Regions from separate parts of the Sus scrofa genome. Here all the other regions are linked to region 1. A link is a contact called in public HiChIP or PLAC-seq data. All regions are on one chromosome and are shown on one strand. Each heading gives the region's core, a stretch centred on a gene start, on an enhancer-like site or on the middle of the called end of the contact. The rest is flanking DNA. Distances are from core to core; before and after follow the strand shown. Region 1 holds the start of CCDC110 (coiled-coil domain-containing protein 110). Region 2 overlaps SORBS2 (sorbin and SH3 domain-containing protein 2). Region 3 overlaps SORBS2 (sorbin and SH3 domain-containing protein 2).

Region 1 (4,320 bases), core at 810-3,309:
AGACTGTGAGCCCCTCTGTCTTCTTCATCCAACCCATGCCCATGCTCTATTCCTCAAGTTCTCTTTCCAACTTATTTTTCCCACCCAGCCTTTCTGAATCTCCGACTCGTCTCAGCCTGCAAGCATGCTCAAGTACTCCACACCATCCTAAAAATATCTCTTTCCCTAACATCTATTCCTTCTCAGGCTATCCTGATATTTCTCTGTCTATCCCTTAGCACACTAGACTTCATACAGGTACATCAACTCACGTTCTCAGAATCCCCATTATACTGATGTTAATAAGTCCCCTTAAAGCAGCAATCAAATTCCTAAGAGCCAAAGCTAGTGGCTATTCTTAGTGATTTGTGGGGTTCCATCTCCTATATAGACAAAATTAGGTTAAAACTAATTCTATAAGAAACATAGAGGAAGCCTGCTGTGGATATGCATTTGCACCAAGCCTTTGAGCTGTCAAAGGCCCACTACCCATCCAAGACTTCCTAAGTCACCAACACAGTGCTTCTCTGACTAAAGCACTGACCTTATGATAACTGCCCAAATTTGTTATATTTTAGGAGTGGTTTGGTTACTTTTTCACACTACTACAGATCTCAGCTATGATTAATGATAGCCTTGTGATCTCAGATTTTTAAAAAGATCTTCTGAAGCTAAAAAACAACAAAGTATTTTAGTCTGGTAATAAATTGCTAAGAATAGATTTGACTAGCTTGTTTTTGTGCAAGCTCTTGAATTTGTTCCAGATTCTTGAATCTGCAGCTGTTAGTCAACAGGTGAAAATGGGTTCTCTAAGAGGAGCCACTAGAAGATTCTGAAATATTGTGACTCACAGATTAAAAAAAAAAAAAAAAAAAAAAAAAAAAAAAACTGGCAGTACAGATTTTAATTCCAACTTTTAGCAATGAAGCTCACAATAAAAAATAAAGCAGACATTTTCAGGGAAGTTGTTGGACTGCCAACAACTACGGAAAGAGAAAGCATATCTGACAGGAAATGTGCCCCCATCTATCTAACATGAAGGCAAATGAAACAGAAAACCTCTCCACAATGAGAAAGTAGTACAGGTGATGTGTGACACCATGGCAGGAAATAAGAACTTCCAGTTCCAGCATTAATAATTTATACCTCCTCTATACTTTTGGAAAATTTAGATGAAATATTATCCTAGTTCATAAAACCATAACTTATGGGTCTTAAATTTTGAATTTTCAATTATTTTATATTCTATCTGTAATGGTTGTTCTCACAAGATTAAATAATATATACTCATTTAAAGCTTTTACTTAAAGAACTCTATTTAAGTTTTGACTGACACATCATGCCAACCAGTTCTCAGCTGAACAAGCTCCAGCTTTCAGCACAACATCCATCTTTTGGCAGGCAGTTTATCCAAGTGTATAGGAAATCAGCATGTTCTACAAATGAAGATCTATTCTGCGACAGCTCTAATGTGTGTGTACTTTTTGTTTGTTTGTTTGTCTTTTTGCCTTTTCTAGGGCCGCTCTCGCGGCATATGGAGATTCCCAGGCTAGGGGTCTAATCGGAGCTGTAGCCACCGACCTATGCCAGAGGCACAGCAACACCAGATCCAAGCCATGTCTGCAACCTACACCACAGCTCACGGCAATGCCGGATCCTTAACCCACTGAGCGAGACCAGGGATGGAACCCACAACCTCATGGTTCCTAGTCAGATCATTAACCACTGCACCACGACGGGAACTCCGTTTGTGTACATTTCAAGTTATCTTAAGCTCATTACTGGAAAGAGGGGTCTTCTTTTAAGCACAGCAAACATAAGTCCTTTCACAATATTGGTCTAGGACCCTTTGAACCCCCAATCGCTGAAACTAATCGGAGGGATGCATTGAAACAAGAACAGAATAAAACAACGAAATGGCGATCAGACAAGGGGAGGTTCCTGGGGGGTTGTGTGTCCCCAAACATTCCCCTCTCTCCACACAGCTTCGGTCTAACAGATACTGTGTTAATCAAGAGTCTGCTCACGATGAAGTTCTGGGTCAGCAGGGGAGACGAAAGGGGAGGGGAGAAACGTCCTAATGAACTTGCCTCTGGGTTTGGGGGGCAAAGCAAAGCTGGGACCTTCCCACCGCGCAGCTCTAGCAGGGCGAACATCAGGTACTCGGACCCGCGACTTCAACTCGCAACTTCTTCCTCCCCCATCCCCCACCCAGGCGCGGGCCACTGCCGCTCGAGGAGTCCCGGCCACCACGTTACCAAGCAACAGGCTGCCAGAAGCAACTGAGCAGAATGCCAGGGGTTAGGGAAGTCGGTTGGGAAGAGAGCCTGAGCAACAGAAATGAGCCCAGGTAAGAGCCAGGCCGGGAGCCGGCCCTTGGGGGGACGGTCTAGGAAGTGGACCGGTGGTAGTGGAGGGCGCCGCCTCCCCAGCCGCCTCTCCCTCCACACGGGTCCTGTCCGGAGAGCGAATCTTCCAGACTCGCTGCACAGCTCGCTCACCCCGGGACGGAAAGCACCGCCTCCCTCCCCCAGCCCGCCTGGCTTTGGTCTGGGAGCCACCAGTCCCGCCGCCCCAGCGTGGCTCCAGCGCGCCCTCCGGTGGCGGCTCAGGGCTCCCGCGTCCCGAATCCCCAGGCCTTGCCTCTTCTCCCAACAGAAAAGCATCCTGAGGAAGAGGATGAGGTGGCCTGCGTTCTCCTTTCAGCGTCCAAGATCCTAAATTCCTCTGAAGGGGTAAAGGAAAATGGTGGCAGTGAAAAAGGTAAAACCTTCCAGGTCAAGGCTCGGATGGCAGTGAAGTTTCTGCCTTTTACTACAGGCAGCCAGTACATTGCCTAAATCCACTGCCCACCTGGTGTAGTTCCACTAACTACTCATATAATAATAAACTAACACCGCTATCTGGCATTTACTTTGTGCCAGATATTGTTCTAAACACTTTAATCTATCAACTTATCTAATCTTCACAACCCTATGAAGTCAGTCTACCATTTTCCTCCTATTACAAGTGGGGAAACAGGCACAGAGAGGTTGTTTTATATATATATATATATAGTTATATACAAAAGTAAAATTATATATATATATATAACTATGTATATAACTGGGTTATTTTTCTGTACAGCAGAAATTGACAGAACATTGTAAATCAACTATAATTAAGAAAAAATTAAAGGAAAAAAGACCCAAATGTTAAATAATAGATTGAAACACAGCTGAGCGTCCTATTTTGTTAAAAAAAAGAAAAATTAAGTTTTTTTTTTTTTAAAAGAGCTGCAGTTTTTAAGCTCCATAGAAATCATGAATAAGATGTGTGTAAATACCCAGCCAGGAGGGATCTGAGAACACTGAAGTTGAAGTCTCATTCCCTGGAAAGAAGCCTTAGGAGGCTACATACCTCAGAGGGGGCTGGTGTTCAGCATGACACTCCAGGGGAGTAGCAGAGTACTGTGGGCAGAAGGTGACATCTAAACTGATGGGCCAGGTTGCGATCTGACAGTTGCTCACAGCCCATAGGGGACATGCAGGTGACCCAGATGCAGAGGTGCCAGGAAAAGCAGTGAGGTGGAGACCTGAGGTCAGCACAGGATTTGCCACCTTCCCAAATCCAGGACCTTCATATAGGTCTTGTCAAGGGCCCCAAAAGAAGGGCTGGAGCAGCTACACCCTCACAGATAAGACACAAGACAACTGGAGGCCCAGGGACCACCAGGATGAGCCACACCTTAGTGGAGGCCAGCAGGACAGTGTGCTGACCACCCCCTCTCCAATCTTGTGAGCCCCACCGGTGTCCCTGTGCAATAGGAGGGTAATGGAAAGCTCCAGCTGGGGAGAAAGTCCTCCCAGAGAGTTTAGACACTGAGACAACTCAGCACTTCAGAGAGCATTTAAGGTCAGAAGAAACTGAGGGACATTAATTTAGCAAGACCATGTGATTGTTCTGGAACCTAAGCAGGATGAAAAGCCCTAGAGAAAAACGCCAGCATTCATAGAAGTTACATGCAAAATTTGCTTGTGTAAGAGTTCCGGTCTTCCGTGCTAGAGCATAGCCAGCATAAGGACAGGGATGCCATATGTGAGAGATATCCCAAGTCATGCTCTATCAAGGACAGCAGGGATCTCCTGCGTAAAACAAAGGCAAAATTAGGAAGGGTGACTTTGTGCCCTCTCCTCTCTCTGTCCTCTTAGGGACACTCAATTGTCACCAAGTGATCCATTCCCTAGTGCTGACCAAAAGAACGCTGACCCGATTCACTCCAAAATCATTTATTTTTTTCCCACATATGTGTATTACCAGCTGACTGAAGGGTGAGTACCTAAAGTTAGCAAGAGGTAATTC
Region 2 (4,320 bases), core at 772-3,271, 110 kb before region 1:
CGTTTCCTTCCTTTTCAGAAATTGCCTGCAAAAGCTGTTTACGATTTTAAGGCCCAGACATCCAAGTAAGTGAAATAAGTATTCATCATATGATTTAAGTTGACTTTAAATACATTACTAATACTTTATAAGATAAATATTGCAATGGGATGTGTTACAAATAAGATCTAATTTCCAATTCAGCAATCTACTCTAATTAAATGGTTCCTTCTGAATTAACTGGGATGTGTGTAATTTTACTTTCATTTTAAGTTTAGCTGAGAAACATTGAATTTTAAATTATATTAAACATGTTGATAGAGAACAATGAGTTCAAAAGGATATGAAAAACAAAACAAATTTAAGGATCTTTGTTTCTAGAATTTTTGTGTCAAGAATGAAGTAAAAATAAAGTGTTTGGGAATAATTAATACTAACTGGGGGGATTTGATAACATTTATTCAACTGTTTCAAGGATAGTTTGTGGGTAAAGACTAGAACTGTATACAAAGACTCCTATAGGAAAATCTCCAATTCTCAATACTCTCAAGATTCTGAGCAAAGTTCTATCCTGTGGTCTTTTGATACCAGTGTTTCCATACTCCTGCGTTGTAATTTTTTTTTTTTTTTTTTTTTTTTTAGTCTTTGGTCTTTGATCTTTTTTAGGGCTGCATCCACGGCATATGGAGGTTCCCAGGTTAGGGGTCAAATTGGAGCCGTAGCTGCCTGCCTATGCCACAGCCACAGCAATGCAGAATCTGAGCCACATCTGCAACCTACACCACAGCTCAAGGCAACACCATATTTTTAACGCACTAACGAGGCCAGGGATCAAACCTGCATCTTCATGGATACTAGTTGGGTTCATTAACCACTGAGCCAGGATGGAAACTCCTGTTGTGATTTTTTTTTAACTTTTTGCCTTAGGAACTTGTTCATCAGATGGCATGTGATTGAGGAAGGCTAGTACCAAGCACGTGAGGTTTAAATAGGAGGGAGTCTTTCAGCTCTGTCAAGACCCATGTTGCAGACCTTATTTAAGAAGCTTTAGTTTCCATTAGAATTCAAGATATTGGCACTAAATTACACTGTGTTGTTTAGGCTGAATATATATCATATAAACTCAAATATTTATCCACAAAAATGCATATTATATGAATTAATAGTTATAGAATCTGTCTCTGAAAGAAGAAATAAAGAATGTAAGAAATAAAACCACTCAGAATTTGGTAATACTGCTGAGACAGGGACTAAACTAAATAAGAAACTGCTATTTAGAAGTGAAGATGATGAACATGGCTTAAATCTGGGGGTGAAAAACATTCTGAAGGAAAGGTTACATCTTTTTTGATGAGATGAGTAACATCTGCTGTTTCTAACTACACTCTGGTCTTGTGTATGGTGCAATAATTTGTACCAGGCATGTCCGTTTTATAAAATAACAACGTAAAACATATAAATTTCATTTCTTCTTTGTGACAGTCAATTGAAAGTGTCCTTAGATGTGTGAAGCCCTGAGGAATGATGGGGCATATTAAAATATGCCCAGGGCTCACAAGCTTTTGGAGAAACCTTAATTAGAAACAAGCATTGAAAGAAAGATGAGGTACATTGCAGGGGAAAGGTGTTTGTGGTAATGATTATGTCACTGGCTTTTGTTTGACCCAAGTGCCAAGCCCCTCACCCTCCCCTAAGGCCACGTCCTCGTCATGAATGCCTGGAGTTGGCAAATGTTCAGGGAAACCAGACCTCCCTCACACTACCCCTGGGAGTGTAGACAGCACAGCCTTTCTGAAGAGTTGTCTATACCACCCCCACCTTTCACCAAGGTCTCCCTCAACCAACAAAATCTAATTGTAAAAGGCTTCAGAGAAGTGGATTGAATAATCACCCATGGAAGCCATCCTATAATTTTAGTAAGAAAAAATTATTTCCCTCATACTATGAATAAATTTATCTGATTGCAGCTTAACCACATTCCTCTTGTTGTGTTCTCAGGAGAGGCAAAGAGTGGCTGTTCATTACCCCCAGTGTAGTTATCCATTTGACACAAAACCAAAGTTGTGGATGACTCATGAAGCTTTTTTTAAAAAAGGCTCACACACCCAGACAGCACGGAAAGTTACAGGAAGATCAGCCACATTTTAAAGTCATTTCAATCATTGTCTAGATATAAAGGTTAGCGGACATTTGGTCCTGTCTAAAACATCCAGAAGACATTTGGTCCCTGCCAAAAAGTCCTTGAAATTTGGTCCTATCCAATATGGGCATATTCGGTCCCTGCCAAATGGTTTTGGACAGGACCAAATATCAAGGGCCTTTTGGCATGGACTGAATTTCTTATGGACATTTTGGACAGGACCAAATGTCCTGCAAGAGATGTGAGTGCTTTTTGTGCCTAACACCGCACAAACAAGGGACACATATCTCTGTTTTAAATAATTATCTGTTTTAAAAGCTATTTTTCGGAGTTCCCTTCATGACTCAGCGGTTAACAAACCCGACTAGGATCCATGAGGATGCGGGTTCAATCCCTGGCCTCACTCAGTGGTTTAAGGATCCAGCATTGCTGTGTGGTAAGCCGGCAGCTGTAGCCCTGATTTGACCCCTATCCTGGGAACTTCCATATGTCATGGGTGCACCTCTGAAAGCAAGCAAACAAACAAAAACTATTTTTCTGTACCTAACATAGGAAAGTTTAATTTTAAAAAATACAGCTAAGTCACTCACCAACCATAACATCTTAATCGTTAGAGAAGAAATAATGGTAAAGTGCTATTCCCAAAGGTTGTTAATGGTCACTATTTGAAAGTAGTGGGGGTTAGCAGTGGAGCAAACCTATCAAAATTAGACTCTCAGAGATTCTAGCTCTGAGATGAGAGAGATACAACCTTGAAAATTGGAGAGTAAGAGCACTGTCCTTCTTCTACATGACTTCAAAAATTTAAACACAAAGTATTTGCACATAGGAAGGATTTCGTGTTTAAAAGAAAAATACTAGTTTTTTCTTGTTTATTTTTTTTAAAAGGCTAGGTTTGCTAGTCTCATTTCCAGAAACAAACATACCTGTTGTAGGGAGTTCCCATTGTGGCGCAGCCAAATCCAACTAGCATCCATGAGGATTCAGGTTCCATTCCTGGCCTCACTCAGTGAGTTAAGGATCTGGTGTTACCGTGCGCTGTGGTGTAGGTCACAGATGCAGCTCGGATCCCACATTGCTATAGCTGTGGCATAGGCCAGCAGCTACAGCTCTGATTTGACCTCTAGCCTGGGAACTTCCATATGCCATGGGTGAGGCTCTAAAAAGCAAAAAATAATAATAATAATAAATTTTTTTTAATTTAAAAAAACATAACTGGTATAATTAAAACTGTTGCATTGTAAATACTAAATTCTGGGTTTTGTTTGCTACATCAGGCATTTGCATAAATGAGGGAAGTACTGTATTTGAATATACAGCTCTGTGAATCTTCTTTGTTTTTAGGGTTACTGAACATTTAGCATGCTTTTTTTCTTTCTTTCTTTCTTTCTTTTTTTTTTTTTCCTTTGCTTTTTAGGGCCATACCCACGGCACATGGAAGTTCCCAAGCTAGGGGTCAAATCAAAGATACAGCTGCCTGCCTATACGACAGCTACAGCAGTGCAGGATCCGAGCCACATCTGTGACCTATACCACAGCTCAAGGCAACACCAGATCCCTGACCCACTGAGCAAGGCCAGGGATCGAATCCTCATCCTCATGGATACTAGGATTCATTGCCACTGTGTTACAATTGGAACTCCCTAGCACACTTTCAATGTGAAGATTTTAGCACTTCTAAATGTGTAATAATTCTTTTTACTCTTCAACTTTTTTCAATTAATTATTTTAATCAATAAGAAATATTCCACATATGATATAAACCTCTATCCCTCTCCATTATACATTTTGCACACATAAATGATCCAACTTGAGATTCTGAATTAAACAATGCAGAAAATTCGTGAGTGGGAAAGCAGATGTGTGGGAAAGTGGGACTCTTGGCAAAAGATCTGAAATAAGTACCATCCAATGGGACATAATTGTGAAGCAAAATAACACAGAGAAACAATTACTGTGGAGGATGAAGCCATGAAAAACTGAAGCTGTGAGGGTGAGAATGTAGACATGAATTATTCATGATGAGTAATGTCTTTATAACTTAAAATTAAACACTCAAATTTGCCTACTGTATCCTTAGAAACAGCCAAAATGGAAAAACATACTGTATTTTTAAAAAAACAAAAGATATAAAATAGGCTACGAGTAATCTGTGCATGTCTTTGCACTTAAAACATGTTTATCTTTGTTACCATAGTTAA
Region 3 (4,320 bases), core at 1,111-3,610, 94 kb before region 1:
AGGAGGGAGGAAGGAAAGCAGGGAAGAAAAGAAGGAAGGAAAGAAAGGAAATGACCCACCAATGATGAGTTATGAAGTCAGATCAACAGAGTCTTTGGGCAATGTGCTTCCCTTTTATATGTGTGCATAGTTTTCCCAGATCCAAAAAGAACGTCCCAGTTCTCCTCTGTACAAATAAGGCTGTGGTGTATATTGTCTTCCACATCCATCTTGTGCTTCTATGAAAATGTTCTCTGTAAATCACTGCTTTCCCGTGACTATATTTAGCGCAAAGAATAAAGCTATGGCCGATCACATACTGAACCCACACCCTTCCAGTGATATCTGCTTCTGTGCTGTTCAGTTTATATGGATTTTTTTTAATCCATCATCCTTGTTGTAAAATACCTTGTTGCTCTCGTGCATTCACTCCATGACCTTTTCAAGCCAGTGCTGCTTCTCTGGACTTAGGTATTCCCAGTCTCTTGGCAGCTTTGATTGAACTCAAAGGTCAGATTACTTTCCCTTTAACTACATAGTTCTACAGCATTGACAGCACTTGAAAATAAATGGATTCTAAACAGTACCATCAATTCTGAGGACAACAGCCAAGGAGTTTGCGAATTTTCATCTCTGCATAAGTCAGTCCTTTCCCATTTCTATACTTTCTTTTTTCTTAGAGTGTAGTTGATTTGCAGTACTGCGTCAATTTCTGCTGTACAGCATTGTGACTCGGTCATACATATGTATATACCTTCTTTTTCTCATACTATGTCCCATCATGTTGTGTCCCAGGAGACTGGACATAGTTCCCTATGCTGAACCCATTTCTATTCTGTTGGCCCCTAGTTTAACTTTACATGCTCCATTACATGACCACGGTTCTGTAGCTTTTAAGGGCTTGATGGTGAAGATTTCCTTTCCCACTTTTTAAAAATGTAGATATATCTATGAGTTTAGTTCATTTTTGAGCTTTTTGCTTTGTATAATAAGACCTGGTTTTGTTTCTGAGGCAGAGATTTGTGTTGCCATAGAGAATGTGGACTGTTGATTGGGGAGATTTTTAGACTTCATGTAAGGATTTTCCAAAGCCAAAGAAAAAGCTTCTTCCAGAATTCATATGGATGATCCATCCATAAGTTTCCTGTGGCTCAGTGTGATGGTTTGCTCTGGGTCACCTTAAGTTTATTTCTTTGTCAGATTTTTACATTACAACCCTATATGTTCTATCACATGTGTTTGTGTGGAACATAAATATTCTACATTCTCTAGATTTAGGAAAAGTTGTATTTTAATTTATAAAATACTTTAAATATTTAAAATAATTGTGTAATGTAAGAGAGAAAAATAAGTCTACGAATATAAGCATGGTCCTATTTTTAGGAGAACTTCATCTAATTATGGATGGCAAGTACTACACCTAACATTTTCTGGAAAAAAAAATAATAGCTTAAGAACTCCAGAATTGCTTACAGCTCTTTCAAAGATATTTCCACATCAGCATTTAAAATAATGTTCAATCTTTACCTAAGAGATACCTAATCCTCCAGATTCCTCAGCAGAAGCATGGAGAAGTAGACAAGTTTTAGAGAGACCGTACCTCACCGTCTGGGCTAGAAAAGTATATATTTTACTGCTACCAGAGATTCTAGGATATTTCAAACCAGCTTCCTTATGACAATGGTTTGTGTTTGGTTCTGGCTTTGAAAGTTAGTGTGTGTTTGAAACCTGTCTTGGAGTTGCTGTCATGGCTCAGTGGTTAACAAACACAACTAGTATCCATGAGGACATGGGTTCAATCCCTGCCCTCGCTCAGTGGGTTAAGGATCCCGCGTTGCTATGGCTGTGGTGTAGGGTGCCAGCTACAGCTCTGATTTGACCCCTAGCCTGGGAACCTCCATATGCCCTTGGTGTGGCCCTAAAAAGACAAAAGACCAAAAAAAATTTTAAATAAAAATAAAACCTGTCTCATTTGTATTTGCTTTTGACAACACTAAAAAGTAGCTACACTAAAAGAGACAGGAAAAAAAAGACTGTTACATTGCGAAGGAAAAAGTTAAATATTTAGTATTCTATAAAAACAGCATAATGTTTTATTGGATTTTCTAATTTTTATTGTAGTCTTAAGACTCATTAAGGAAATATAAATATGACATAATTCACTCTCAAAATTTCCAGCATAGTGACTGTAACCTGTTAACTGCAAAATCATCTTCTTAAATTCACAGCTCACATGGGCTTCTCTGAATGCGACTCATGTATCTTGTTCTATATTTATCACAAAACTGCTAAGAAGTTATATGAGTAATAGAAATGCCTGAGCAGATAGTGAAAATACAAATGAACACAGAGCAAAAATAATGGTAGCTAAAGAGTGATCCTTTCTCAAGACTCTAAAACATGGGATAGGAAGAACATAGTCAGAAAAACAGATGAGTAGCCACTCCACATCCCTCTGTGTCTTTAAAATATCCTTTCAAAATGAAGCCAGGCTGAAGGAATTTGGTGAGAACTGTCCAAAGGCATAAACGTTTAACATGTTGCTACCATTATTCACCAATAGGTGGCATCAAAGTGCAGATACTTTACAGGTCTTTGCCTCAAGGTTTGTGCCCAAAGTTAAAATGCCAGGAGGGGGAAAGGCAAAAGACAGCCTCATAAGACAATTAGTCAGAGTATCCACACAGAACATACAGACTTGCCTGAAAGAAAGAAATTAATTTAAGCCTACACCATCTGTTCACCATAGTAATATTTTATGCAATAAAAGTGAGAGTCAAAATTATAATTCTGTCCCTCCTTACCTATTTGTGATATTAAGAAATTATCTTTGGGTTTTGGTTTACCGACCTGGAAAAAAATGAAGTTTAATTGTTGTTTAAAAATTGTTTTTACACGACTGAGACACTTGGGAACTAAACAGTGTCAGTTGTCACAGCTCTCTGACAACTGAATGGGTAAGGTTGATGACAGCACCTTTGTAAAACAGAGGAAATATAGCTATGGAAATCCATTCCTTTATGGATTCCCTTAGGGGAACAAGTTCTAAACCACTATATTGTCCAACTCCTTGATTTTAGAGATAAGAAAGCTGAGGTGCATATCCAAGGTTATATAGTTACTGCCAACACCAGAAAGACACAAACATGCCCTCATAAATATCTATGCTGCTTATTCCACTATTGACCAAATACTTTTCACATCAATTAATTCACCTACTAACAGGTCATCCTTCGTCAAAACTGGACCCTAGTTACCCTCATTCACATGGAGATGATTCCCATTAAAGGGAACATCAGAAAAGTTCTAAACCTCTCTGTTATTATAGATATGCAACTTCTCTGCTAATAAAAGTTGTGATAAATCCTGGCCTGAGTATGTTAGCAGTAGACAAAACTGGTAGTTCATAAAAAGGAGGGAGTGAATCCTTTTAAAGCATATGAAGGAAGTATTAAGGAAAATTGGTTTAAAAAAAAAAAAAAAAAAAAAAGGATGTTACTGGCTGACATACCCAGGAACACAAGTTCTTAGGACAGAGGCCAGTAGAATTAAGGGAGTCACATACTTCTGGTAATAGCCCAGTTTTCATATTTGTCAAGGGAGGGTTCATCTAAATGATTTTCGAGATGAGATGAATTAAAGGAATTAAACTGGTAGAATTGTAATGACAGTAACGAAAAAGTGCTATATGGGTTTATAAGTAGATTGTTTTATATTGATGAACAATCTGATCTTTAAAGTAATATTCACATTTTAACATAAGGGAACAATGAAATAAGATCAACTAGTTTTACCAAACACTGGATGCCACAATGTAAAAGTGAAACTTTCGCTTGACTCAAAAATATTAGAAATGTTTAAATATGTGGAAATAGGCATACCATTTTTAGAGCACAATGAAACATTTTACAAAACATTTTCTCAAGGAAAGAACAAATAATATTTTATTTATAACTTTGTTATGCACCATAAATGGTGCTATGGTTGTTTCTGTTAGAGGACAGAAGCTACTTTGGTATATGATTTAAAATATAGCACTTTAAATTTTTTTAAGTTACATTTTTAAATATGGTACTTTTGAGTAACTAATATCAGCATTTCAATGTAGTGTAGCTTGAATGCATAATCTTTGGCCTAAAATTTTACTCCTGAAAATGTGTTCTAAGGAATAGTTCAAAAGAAGAAAATAGTTCTTTGTATAAAGATGTTTATAGCATTGTTATTTATGACAGTGAAAAAGGCTAGATCAATCTCAACCTCAAAACCAAAAAAGAAAGAGAAATGATTGGCAACCAAAAAAGATATATATACACATTTGAGAGAATATTATTCTTCAGTGAT

The links. HiChIP or PLAC-seq counts read pairs in DNA pulled down with a chosen protein or histone mark.
Region 2: a contact with region 1 is called in an H3K27ac HiChIP or PLAC-seq map of skeletal muscle. The contact joins the enhancer-like site here to the promoter of CCDC110 in region 1. A contact is called at or near these places in 11 of 47 Hi-C or Micro-C datasets (liver, mesenteric adipose tissue, omental adipose tissue and 3 more) and 1 of 2 datasets of contacts at active chromatin or transcription factors (skeletal muscle).
Region 3: a contact with region 1 is called in an H3K27ac HiChIP or PLAC-seq map of skeletal muscle. The contact joins the enhancer-like site here to the promoter of CCDC110 in region 1. A contact is called at or near these places in 1 of 5 promoter capture datasets (liver), 18 of 47 Hi-C or Micro-C datasets (alveolar macrophages, brain, embryonic fibroblasts and 10 more) and 1 of 2 datasets of contacts at active chromatin or transcription factors (skeletal muscle).

The regions. Positions count from the first base shown.
Region 1 is chr15:46,501,415-46,505,734 of Sscrofa11.1, reverse strand. CCDC110 (coiled-coil domain-containing protein 110) reads left to right here and starts at 2,059. Exons shown (of 7, transcript XM_021075584.1): 1 at 2,059-2,329. The coding sequence starts at 2,320. It also overlaps a transcript of C15H4orf47 not described here.
Region 2 is chr15:46,613,327-46,617,646 of Sscrofa11.1, reverse strand. SORBS2 (sorbin and SH3 domain-containing protein 2) reads left to right here. Exons shown (of 22, transcript XM_021075572.1): 16 at 19-65. Among named protein-coding and RNA genes, the nearest start is that of PDLIM3, 69 kb to the right of the region's middle. Within about 2 kb of position 2,021, at least 6 of the 83 cell types and tissues checked have an H3K27ac peak or open chromatin away from gene starts, as enhancers often do. A contact at or near this core is called in skeletal muscle, where this site is marked.
Region 3 is chr15:46,595,596-46,599,915 of Sscrofa11.1, reverse strand. The region is part of intron 19 of SORBS2 (sorbin and SH3 domain-containing protein 2); the gene reads left to right. It also overlaps a transcript of C15H4orf47 not described here. Among named protein-coding and RNA genes, the nearest start is that of PDLIM3, 51 kb to the right of the region's middle. Within about 2 kb of position 2,360, at least 7 of the 83 cell types and tissues checked have an H3K27ac peak or open chromatin away from gene starts, as enhancers often do. A contact at or near this core is called in omental adipose tissue and skeletal muscle, where this site is marked.